2 separate regions of the Zea mays genome follow, and region 1 is linked to region 2. The links are chromatin contacts, called in public Hi-C maps. All regions are on one chromosome and are shown on one strand. Each heading gives the region's core, a stretch centred on a gene start, on an enhancer-like site or on the middle of the called end of the contact. The rest is flanking DNA. Distances are from core to core; before and after follow the strand shown.

What was found. A called contact is a pair of places that touch in the nucleus more often than the background predicts.
Region 1: a contact with region 2 is called in a Hi-C map of tassel, with 4 times the contacts expected there. The contact joins the promoter of LOC542617 here to the promoter of LOC100282792 in region 2. A contact is called at or near these places in 2 of 25 Hi-C or Micro-C datasets (ear and tassel).

What each region holds. Positions count from the first base shown.
Region 1 is chr4:224,564,698-224,569,315 of Zm-B73-REFERENCE-NAM-5.0, forward strand. It overlaps LOC542617 (ribosomal protein S27), which reads left to right and starts at 1,714. Exons shown (of 4, transcript NM_001112144.2): 1 at 1,714-1,799; 2 at 1,880-1,981; 3 at 2,134-2,162; 4 at 3,571-3,899. The coding sequence starts at 1,797. The coding sequence ends at 3,697. LOC111591473 (U2 spliceosomal RNA) reads left to right here and starts at 1,135; the gene lies at 1,135-1,322. It also overlaps the pseudogene LOC118477090.
Region 2 is chr4:224,051,721-224,056,289 of Zm-B73-REFERENCE-NAM-5.0, forward strand. It overlaps LOC100282792 (26S proteasome non-ATPase regulatory subunit 3), which reads right to left and starts at 2,092. Exons shown (of 8, transcript NM_001155698.3): 1 at 1,787-2,092; 2 at 1,496-1,686. The coding sequence starts at 1,877.

The sequences.
Region 1 (4,618 bases), core at 464-2,963, 510 kb after region 2:
CTCACCTAATACATAAATAAGGAGCATTCTAAGAGTAATTTGTACAACAATATATTAACTGGATTTACATCATGATGGTTGTATAAAAAATGGAACATATAGGATAAATGACGTAGTTGTATGCATAAATAGTGAAGGTATGCCTGAATCATGAAAATGCATAAAATTGACCAAAAATCCAGCTAAAAAAGCCTTGGATGTAGAAAGAATGATTGCAACCATAGAATAGTGCATTTTATCATATATTGTGCAACTATGGGCATAGATAATGGATATGCACCGGTACTCTGTAACAAAACAAGATTTAATTGTATTTGCATAGTGGTGATAGTATAAAACCTATGCAACAAATCACGATGACCTAGAAAGGATATTTAACTAGGTTTGCATATTGGTGATTTGCATATTGGTGACATTTTATCAAAAATATGAGAATAATAATGAAAGCAATAGACATGTTATTAAGAAAAAACTCGAGATGCCCTAGAAAAAAATTGACCCTAAACTTTGCCTAATGACTTACCTCGACTTTGCCTTGCTCGGCGATGACCACAGGCATGTAGGGGGACGGAGGTGCTGGGAAGAGGTTGAATGGGCACCTCGACTTTGCCTTGCTCGGCGATGAACCACAGGCGTGTAAGGGGGCGGAGGTGGTGGGAAGAGGTTGAATGGGCACGACAGCGTTGTGTGACGTGTGTATATATATATATATATATATATATATATATATATATATATATATATATATATATATATATATATATATATATATATATATATATATATATATATATATATATATATATATATATATATATATATATATATATATATATATATATACACACACTTTTTTACATGAATAGTTTTATGGATCGTGCATCGTATGTCATATGCGAAGCGCGTAGGTCTGTTCCTCTCCACCGTTTTTTCTCACTTAGCAATGGACCGTTACACCACAAATGAACCATTACTCTATAGATGGGCCGTGAGAAACTACCCCAGCCCAACACAATAAGAAGTCACACACAACAGTACAACACAACACTCTTATACACAGTAACACCTCGCTAGTTGAAGAAGGAAGAGCGACTGAGTGATCTATAGAAAGGGGTCGAGCTCATTTTTCAACCTATACCCTTTTTGTCCTTTTAGATAAAATAAAGTATAATATTTATTCTTATCAGTTTAAAATTTGATATGTGGATCATATGTTCTATTTGATATTGAATTTAATTTTTATGGGTATCAAATATAATTGCGTGCCGTTGCAACGTGCGAGCATTGGACTTGTCAGCACCAGTTTTTCTAGTTCACGCTCCACCGTCGTCGTGCTCCATTCCCTCCATACACATTTAAGTTATAAAAATACTAAAATTATGTATAAATATAGATTCAAAATATAATTATTAGCTCTAAACCTAAATTCATATAAATCTCGCCAACAGAATATATATATTTTTATGTTTTATATTTTATACTTAAACATAAATAAAAAACGTAGCACTTTGCATATATAAAGCGTGTTTGTAGTTCTCTTGCAGTGTCACATAAATGGGCCTCAATTCAGCTACAGAGACAAGCCCAATAATCCAGGCCACTGTGCGCAATGCGGGTCACTCCAAAGGTCGTGATGATGAGCCAGCTGGATCGAACGGTCGGGATTCTCCAGATCCTAGTATAAAGTAACCATCACGTCGTCCGCGCAAAACCCTCCCGGCTCAGACTTCTGCTGCAGCGCCTCCGCCGCCGCCGCCGCATCTAACGCAGTTCCCTCCGCCGCAGCCCGAGGCAAGATGGTAAGCTCTGATCCCCTCATCTACCCGCTACTGAAGATCCAGCGTGCTCGGTCGGATCCTGAGATTGATTGGATGCGCAGGTTCTCCAGAACGACATTGATCTGCTCAACCCGCCGGCAGAACTCGAGAAGCTCAAGCACAAGAAAAAGAGACTCGTCCAGTCGCCCAACTCCTTCTTCATGGTACTTGTTCTTGCCCTAATGCGTCTCCTTCATGATACTTGTTCTTAGCTCTATCGTGCTCCCGTTTCTGCGGCGGTTGTTAGCTCGGTCGTTTTCCCTTTACCTTTTCTTTATCCCCCATGTGTTAATTGGGATTTTTTTTTGTATTGTAGGATGTTAAGTGCCAGGGGTGCTTCAGCATGTAAGTTTTTCTGCCCCTCATTAGATTCTATTCAAGGTTTAGATTATTTAGTTCTCGCCAATTGTTGATTGATTGTGGGTTACCATTGAACCCCCTTCCCTGGTGCTTATGTTTTGCTTAAACCGAGGTTCTTTTGAACTGAAATATCTTTCCTATTAGTAAATACTGTATTAATTGTAGCCAGTAGGTATATTACTGATACATTTGGGACAAAGAAACTAGCCAGTTAGTAAGCTATTGTTAGATGTTTGCTATTTATTTGTTGCATGATAATATGAAGTTATGTTGTTTGACCTTCAAAATGAGTATGTGTAATTTTTTTACAGTTTTTAACTTATGGTTACTGTACAGTAGAAACTTTCTACAATTTTAATGCATTGAGTAGAGTTTGAGAACATGTTTATAAATTTCACTTGTCTTTGCTCAGAAGCTGTTAATTGTCCCTGCTCCAATTCCACATAAGATTGTTTTTCTTGGTCGACTACAATTTTAAACTGACATAGCAAGTTGTAGAAGACAAATAAAAGAAGCTATTTTTTGTTAAGTTGTACATTATTGTTGAATGGATATTATTGAATTGTCTTGTTTGACCTGCAAAGTGATTCTGTAATTCTAGAGTTTTTCCCTGACAAGGCTAGTGTGTAGTAGTAAATTTCTACTCCATTCCAAATTCTATGACATTTTGGCTTTTCTAGATTCCCTTTTGGTGTGTAATTATACTTACACTATGTCTAGATGCATAGTAGAAGAAATGTATCTAGGAAAGCCAAAAATACTTAAAATTCGGAATGGAGTACTAGTTAAGGTAGGATTTAGAGTTTTGGAAAACTGTTTATAAATTTCCTCATCTTTGGTCAGGAGCTGATAGTTGTCCTGTCGAATTCCAGCAACATTTGATTTTTTCTTGGTCACTAACAATTTGATTAAAATTTACTTTGTTAGTTGTCGTAGGTAACTGGAGAAACACTCAATAGATTATTATCACAATGATCGCTTTCTCTTCGTGGACTGATGTCTTTCCATTTGGTATTTCTGAAGTGTCAATGAATTTTCCGCGCATTGTGCATTGTGGAACGTATAGTTCAAGGACTTTCGGGAAAATGGATGGTTTGGTAGTGTTAAACTGAATTCCAGAGTAATCTATCATCCGTCAATACAAAACTACAAACAGGACCTAAGTTTGGATTAGCATGTTAAAATATATTGGTACCATCAAAACTTAATAATGATCACCAATTTGCTGTGTCTTTAGGTCCCAAATAACCAGGATGTTGTCATAAATTTAAGCATCATAAGCTTATATTGTTTATTTCATTGTGTTATAGTTATACTCATTGTTTTATCAAGTTCTCCTATGCCTTCTGGTGGAAAGGTAGTGTAATGGATTAATTAATGTTTTTTTTTGCAGAACCACTGTTTTCAGCCACTCCCAGACTGTTGTTGTGTGCCCTGGCTGCCAAACTGTCCTCTGCCAACCCACAGGAGGAAAGGCAAGGCTCACTGAGGGCTGCTCTTTCCGCAGGAAGGGAGACTAGAGCGGATGTGGTCTTCAAGTTTTGCTCTATGCCAGATACTAGCGTCATGAACTGCCTTTAGCTAAGATTTTCCATAAGTTGTTCTCGAGCAGCTATGTGTTGCATGTTGGCTACTTCCAAACTTATATCTGGTTTGGTTTGGATTGTGATGAACTAATGGCTCTTTGAATTTATATTATGATGTTGACGATATTTGGTGACATCTGGTTTCTTGGTAGTCATTGTCCTTTATCCTTTGGTTTGAGGGTTAATCCAGAGAACACTTCGTACATTTCTGTTGGCTGAGATATTAGCTGTTTACGTTCTTAGGGGGTGTTTGGTTGCTTCTGCTAAAGTTTAGCCCGGGTCACATCAAGCGTTTGACTTTTAAATAGAGTATGAAATATAGACCCAACCAACTAGACTAGATTCGTCTCGTCTTTTAATCTTTGGCTGATAAATTAGTTTTATAATCCGACTACATTTAATACCCGGAACGGAGGTTCAAACATTCGATGGGACATGGGCTAAATTTTAGCGGGGTGTAACCAAACACCCCCTTATGCTCTCTATGCATTCATTCACGTCCAACCACTTGTGTCGTAATGGTTACCTCTAATGTTCACCTCTTATACCCCACTTGTGTCACGTTACCTAGATTCTACTATTTTTTTTTCTCAGCTATCTCTAATTTTTTTCTCTATATCTCACTGTAATCATAAAATATTACTAGGTGGGTGCCCGTGCGTTGCAACGGAAACATAGAATACTACGATAACTTATATAGAAATATGTGGTGTTTACATCCGGTATGTACATAATTTATTCATATAAGGACCGCGTGCCGCGTCGCGTTCAACAACGCATCAGCAGAGAGTGTGCTAAAAAGGAGCCAGTCTTGCAGGTCGAGTGAGATATGGCGTCGGAGATGAACAAGAACGT
Region 2 (4,569 bases), core at 842-3,341:
AAGGCCCTTTTTGATGTGGCTGTTGTATCCGTGGTAGGCAATGGTGAAACTGTAAAGGTCTGAACCAACTGTTGGCTTCTAGGTAACACTGTTGCTGAATGCTGACCAACTTTGATCAAATTGATATCGAAAAGGGCTTTAAAACAGAGAACAGTAGCACAAGGACTCACAGACCGCAAATGGGTTTCAGATATAAGAGGAGCTCTGTCTGTGCAGGTGCTAGTGGAATATCTGCATCTTTGGAATATGGTCGATGGGGTGGAACTTCAGCCTGACACCGCCGATCAACACATCTGGCGCCTCTCCGGCCAAGGTATTTATTCCAGCAAGTCGGCATATGATGCATTCTTTACTGGATATATCATTTTTGCTCCCTGGCGGTGTGTCTGGAAGACCTGGGCTCCCTTAAGATGCAAATCCTTTGTATGGTTGGCAATCAAAAACAGGGTATGGACAGTTGATAGATTGGCCAAAAGAGGACTGCCCCATCCAGCTGCATGCCCTCTTTGTGACCAGTCTGAGGAGAGCATTCAACATTCAACATACTCTTGTCTCATGTATTTTTGCCCGGCAAGTCTAGTCGATGATCCTCAATAAGCTAGGCCTGCTCGCCATTGCCCCTCAGCCAGGATGCAAACGGTTTTCGAACTGCTGGGGTCAAAGTATCAAAAGTGTTGAGAAGAGATTAAGGAAAGGACTTAACTCCCTAATCATTTTGGTAGCTTGGGAGATCTGGAAGCACCGAAATTCTTGTGTTTTTGAGGGTGCTACACCCTGTGTCCAACGTGTAATGTTAGATGCGGTTGAGGGTGGTGCTTGGCTTGAGCATCAGCTCTACAGGACCTCCTCCTGTGCCAGTTCCCCATAGGAAACTAGCAGGTATTTCGGCGGTAGTTTTTTGTAGTTTTGTTCCTTTGTATGTTTGGAACGCCATTCCCTAGTCTGGGTATTTGGCCTCATGGGCCTTGTAACGTGGGTTGACAAGTCTTGTCTCTCCTATCTTACTTTTCTCCTTAATGAAATGACACGCAGCACTCTTGCGTTTGTTTAAAAAAAGAAAATCCAACCGCACATGTGCAAATCATACATAATCCATAGGAATAATGCAAGTTGTCCAATTGTGACAACGGAATATACACATGATGGTAAGACTTCTTGTCTTAAAAGTTTAGGCTACATAACAAATGCACAAATAAGGATGCTAGAAGTGAAGCATGAGTGAATGACTAGCTTATTTCAGATGAGAAGTAACAGACTAACAGCAGGGGACAAACATGTATGTCAACTATAATGGACATGGAAAAATGAAATTGTGCAGTAGCAAATCAATATCCATAATAGTGAGATTAATATACAAGGCACTGTACAAGTATGTTCGATCTAGGATACAGCGAGGTCCAGACATAACAAATCTGGCGAGTACCAAAGCCTAGCTTCTCTAAACCAGTCTCCTAGTGGCAATAGCTAGCAGCAGAGGCGGGAAAGTGAATTTTACCTTGGGCACCAGGGCAGTGAGGCGTCCGTAGGCTTCGGAGGACGCGGGTAGCGCGAAGGCGAGGAAGGCGGAGACGTCCCGCGCGGCGAGGCGGCGACGGAGCGCGACGGTGAGGCGGAAGGCGCGGGAGATCCGGCGGACCTCCTTGGACAGAGAACCGGCCTCGATCACGGACGCGATCTCCTTCAGATCTGACATAAGCGCCGCTTCAGCCACACCGAATCTTCGTGGAGATGTTACATAAGAACTCTAGGGTTTTGGGGAGGGGAAGAATGGATTGAGGGAGCATACGGTGTAGTGTGGAGAGCGCCGGCGCCCCGACGGCGGGAGCTGAGGCCGCAGGCTGGGGCTCCGAGTCGTTCATCTGCACGTCTTCCGTCATCGTGGAGGCGGCGGCGAGCAGAACTGCCGGAGTAGGAGAGGATTTTGTGGCGTGGTGGCGGATCGATGAGCAGTGCCTTTTGCTTCGGGCTCAAGAAGGTCGCTTCCGGGTTCGATTACCTTGGTTCTCCTTCACCGCTTTGTGGTGTCCTCGTGTCCCGCTCCACTTGGCATCAGAAACCCAGCAGCCCTGCAGCAGACATTTCTGGGCTGCCTGATATTCGTCGTTGTTGGGCATGGAAAATATTAGGATGGCTAAATGGACAGGCCCGAAGCGTTTTAGCCCGTAGTCCGTGGGCTTTTTATCTCCTCCAAATAATCATACTTATCTTTTCTTGTGTTCCGTTTAGATATCGAGAAAACATGAAATTGAATTAAGTTTAACACCAAATCAACCCTGGCTTAAAATAAGATGTAATTTTATTTCTATTGTTTGGATGTTATTAAATTAGAGTTTAGAATTATGTGATCTAATTCCACACAATACAGAGGAGTGATACTTTTTATTGAGAGGAGTTTCTAGTTATAGTCCAATTCTATAGAATTAGGTCTCAGATTCCAAATCTTAATTCTATATGCAATCAAACAATAGAATTCTAGAAAGCTTATTCCAATTCCAATTTCTATGCTGCAATATCTACATCCTTTTGGATATTGCAGTTATTTAATATAGAGTAAATTTTATTGGCAGTTCTCGAATTGGTATCGAGTTCTCATCCAAGTTTTGATAATTTTAAATTATACAATGAGCTATATGAACTTATTTTAAGTTTTTATCTAGGTCTTGGTACTTTCAAATTACATATTTAGCTCCCTATACTTATCTAAAGTTCTCGTATAGGTTTTGAATTACGTATGTAGCTTCCCAATCTTGATAGTTTAAAAATACACTCTCAATGCACTAAAATTATATTATTGTACCATTCCCACACACTACGTTGGGTGTGCAAACATAACTTCCTAGGACTTGCTTTGACGCACCAATCTTATTGTGCTTCCACACGTCCCAGCCGAGCATTCTCTATCGTGACATCGACCCTCACCTCATGATAATCGCATTCGAGCATCATTTATCGTGACACCAACCTTCACCTCATGATAATCGCATTCAACACCACCATGGTACCCCTTTTGCTCCCTTGTCGAGTAGGAGCTCATGTTCACATTGTCACAATCGCTCTGCGCTTAGTTTCCCACACTCCCAACCCCAATCACCTCCAACCCCAATCACCTCCCTCGACAACAATTGTAGTGCAATAGAGTGAGTGGAGCACGCAACATGGTGGTGCAGCGGGCATGACATGCACAAGAATTTCTTATAGGCCAACTAAATATGTGTGGGCTTTTAAGCCAACCCAAAAAAAATGGACCAATTTTTTGTTCCATGTGGCCTAGCCAGCGGAAAATTACTAACTTCCGTAGGCTAGAACAAGGTGCCAACTAAAATTAGTGATCTTTTTGGCTCTATGCATGCTTATAGCTGACAAAAAAATACTAATTTCCATCAACTTCTCTCTTGGCCAGCAGAAGTTAGCTACTTCAACATGTCGTCCTCATGTGTGCCTATGATGGTCTCTTATCACCATCCTCACTACTCCGTAGAGATCGCAATGGAGACCGAACCTTGATTCTCCGTCGAAATTCCCCTATTACAAAATGGGCATGAAGATAATTTAGTCCTTGTGGGGATCGAAACCAGAAAAAATAGTCCCATTTCAAGAGGATGGAGATGAGGAGCCATTCACTGTCCCCATTCCTTTGTACCCACTCTCCAAACTTCTCCTGATCTAAATTAGTCCATTGACTTGTTAAAAATATAATAAAAACTCAATACATAGCCTATTATAAAATGACAAACTAAACTCTAAAGTATATGTCTTTTATAATTCAAATATTTTTGCCCAATTTATATTGATTTGATATAATCAAATTAAATTCTCTACTCTATAAATGAAAGGGAAATATGCCCTTGAGCCATTTCTATATTGTTTTGGTGATTAGATACACAACACATTATGTTTAACTAACATGATATATGAGCAAAAGTGTATGAAGCAAATTGAGCTCCGAAGAGGACATAATGAAAATCTATATGGATCAAGCAAAAAGGTATGCTCGAGACACTTAGTCAATTGTTTTGTGTGCTAATTATGTTTGTCTAAGTGCCAGGGATTCAGCTAAGTCAAGTCCAAAAGGAGAAAAAGAAGACAAAGGAAGAAACAGAGAAAAGGTGCTGGACTGTGTAGCCCCAGACAGTCTGGTGCCAACCACCTGTAACACCCAAAATCCATCACCTAAAAGCAATTTAGTCTAAGTTATTGGTTTCCAATAGAAAGGAAAATATTTATGTTTTCAAATAATGAATGGTGATATAATTAAAAAAACAATTTCTTGAATAGATAGAATTTTACCAAGTGGTTGATGCATTTATGCCGAACCATAAATTTTATTTGATTTTATTTGCAAATCCATTTTTTATTTTGTGATAAAAATCTCATTTTATAAATTAATGATGGATGATTACAATATTAATTTTGGAAGGTACGAATTTGTGAGATTTTTTGTTTCTGAAAATATATATTTATTTATATCATTAGTTAGATTTATTTGTTGGAGTGAAGTCTTTTCCTAAAATGAAATGAGTTGCTAAATAATATTTTTCTAAAAGCATGTATATTCTTTTGTATATAATA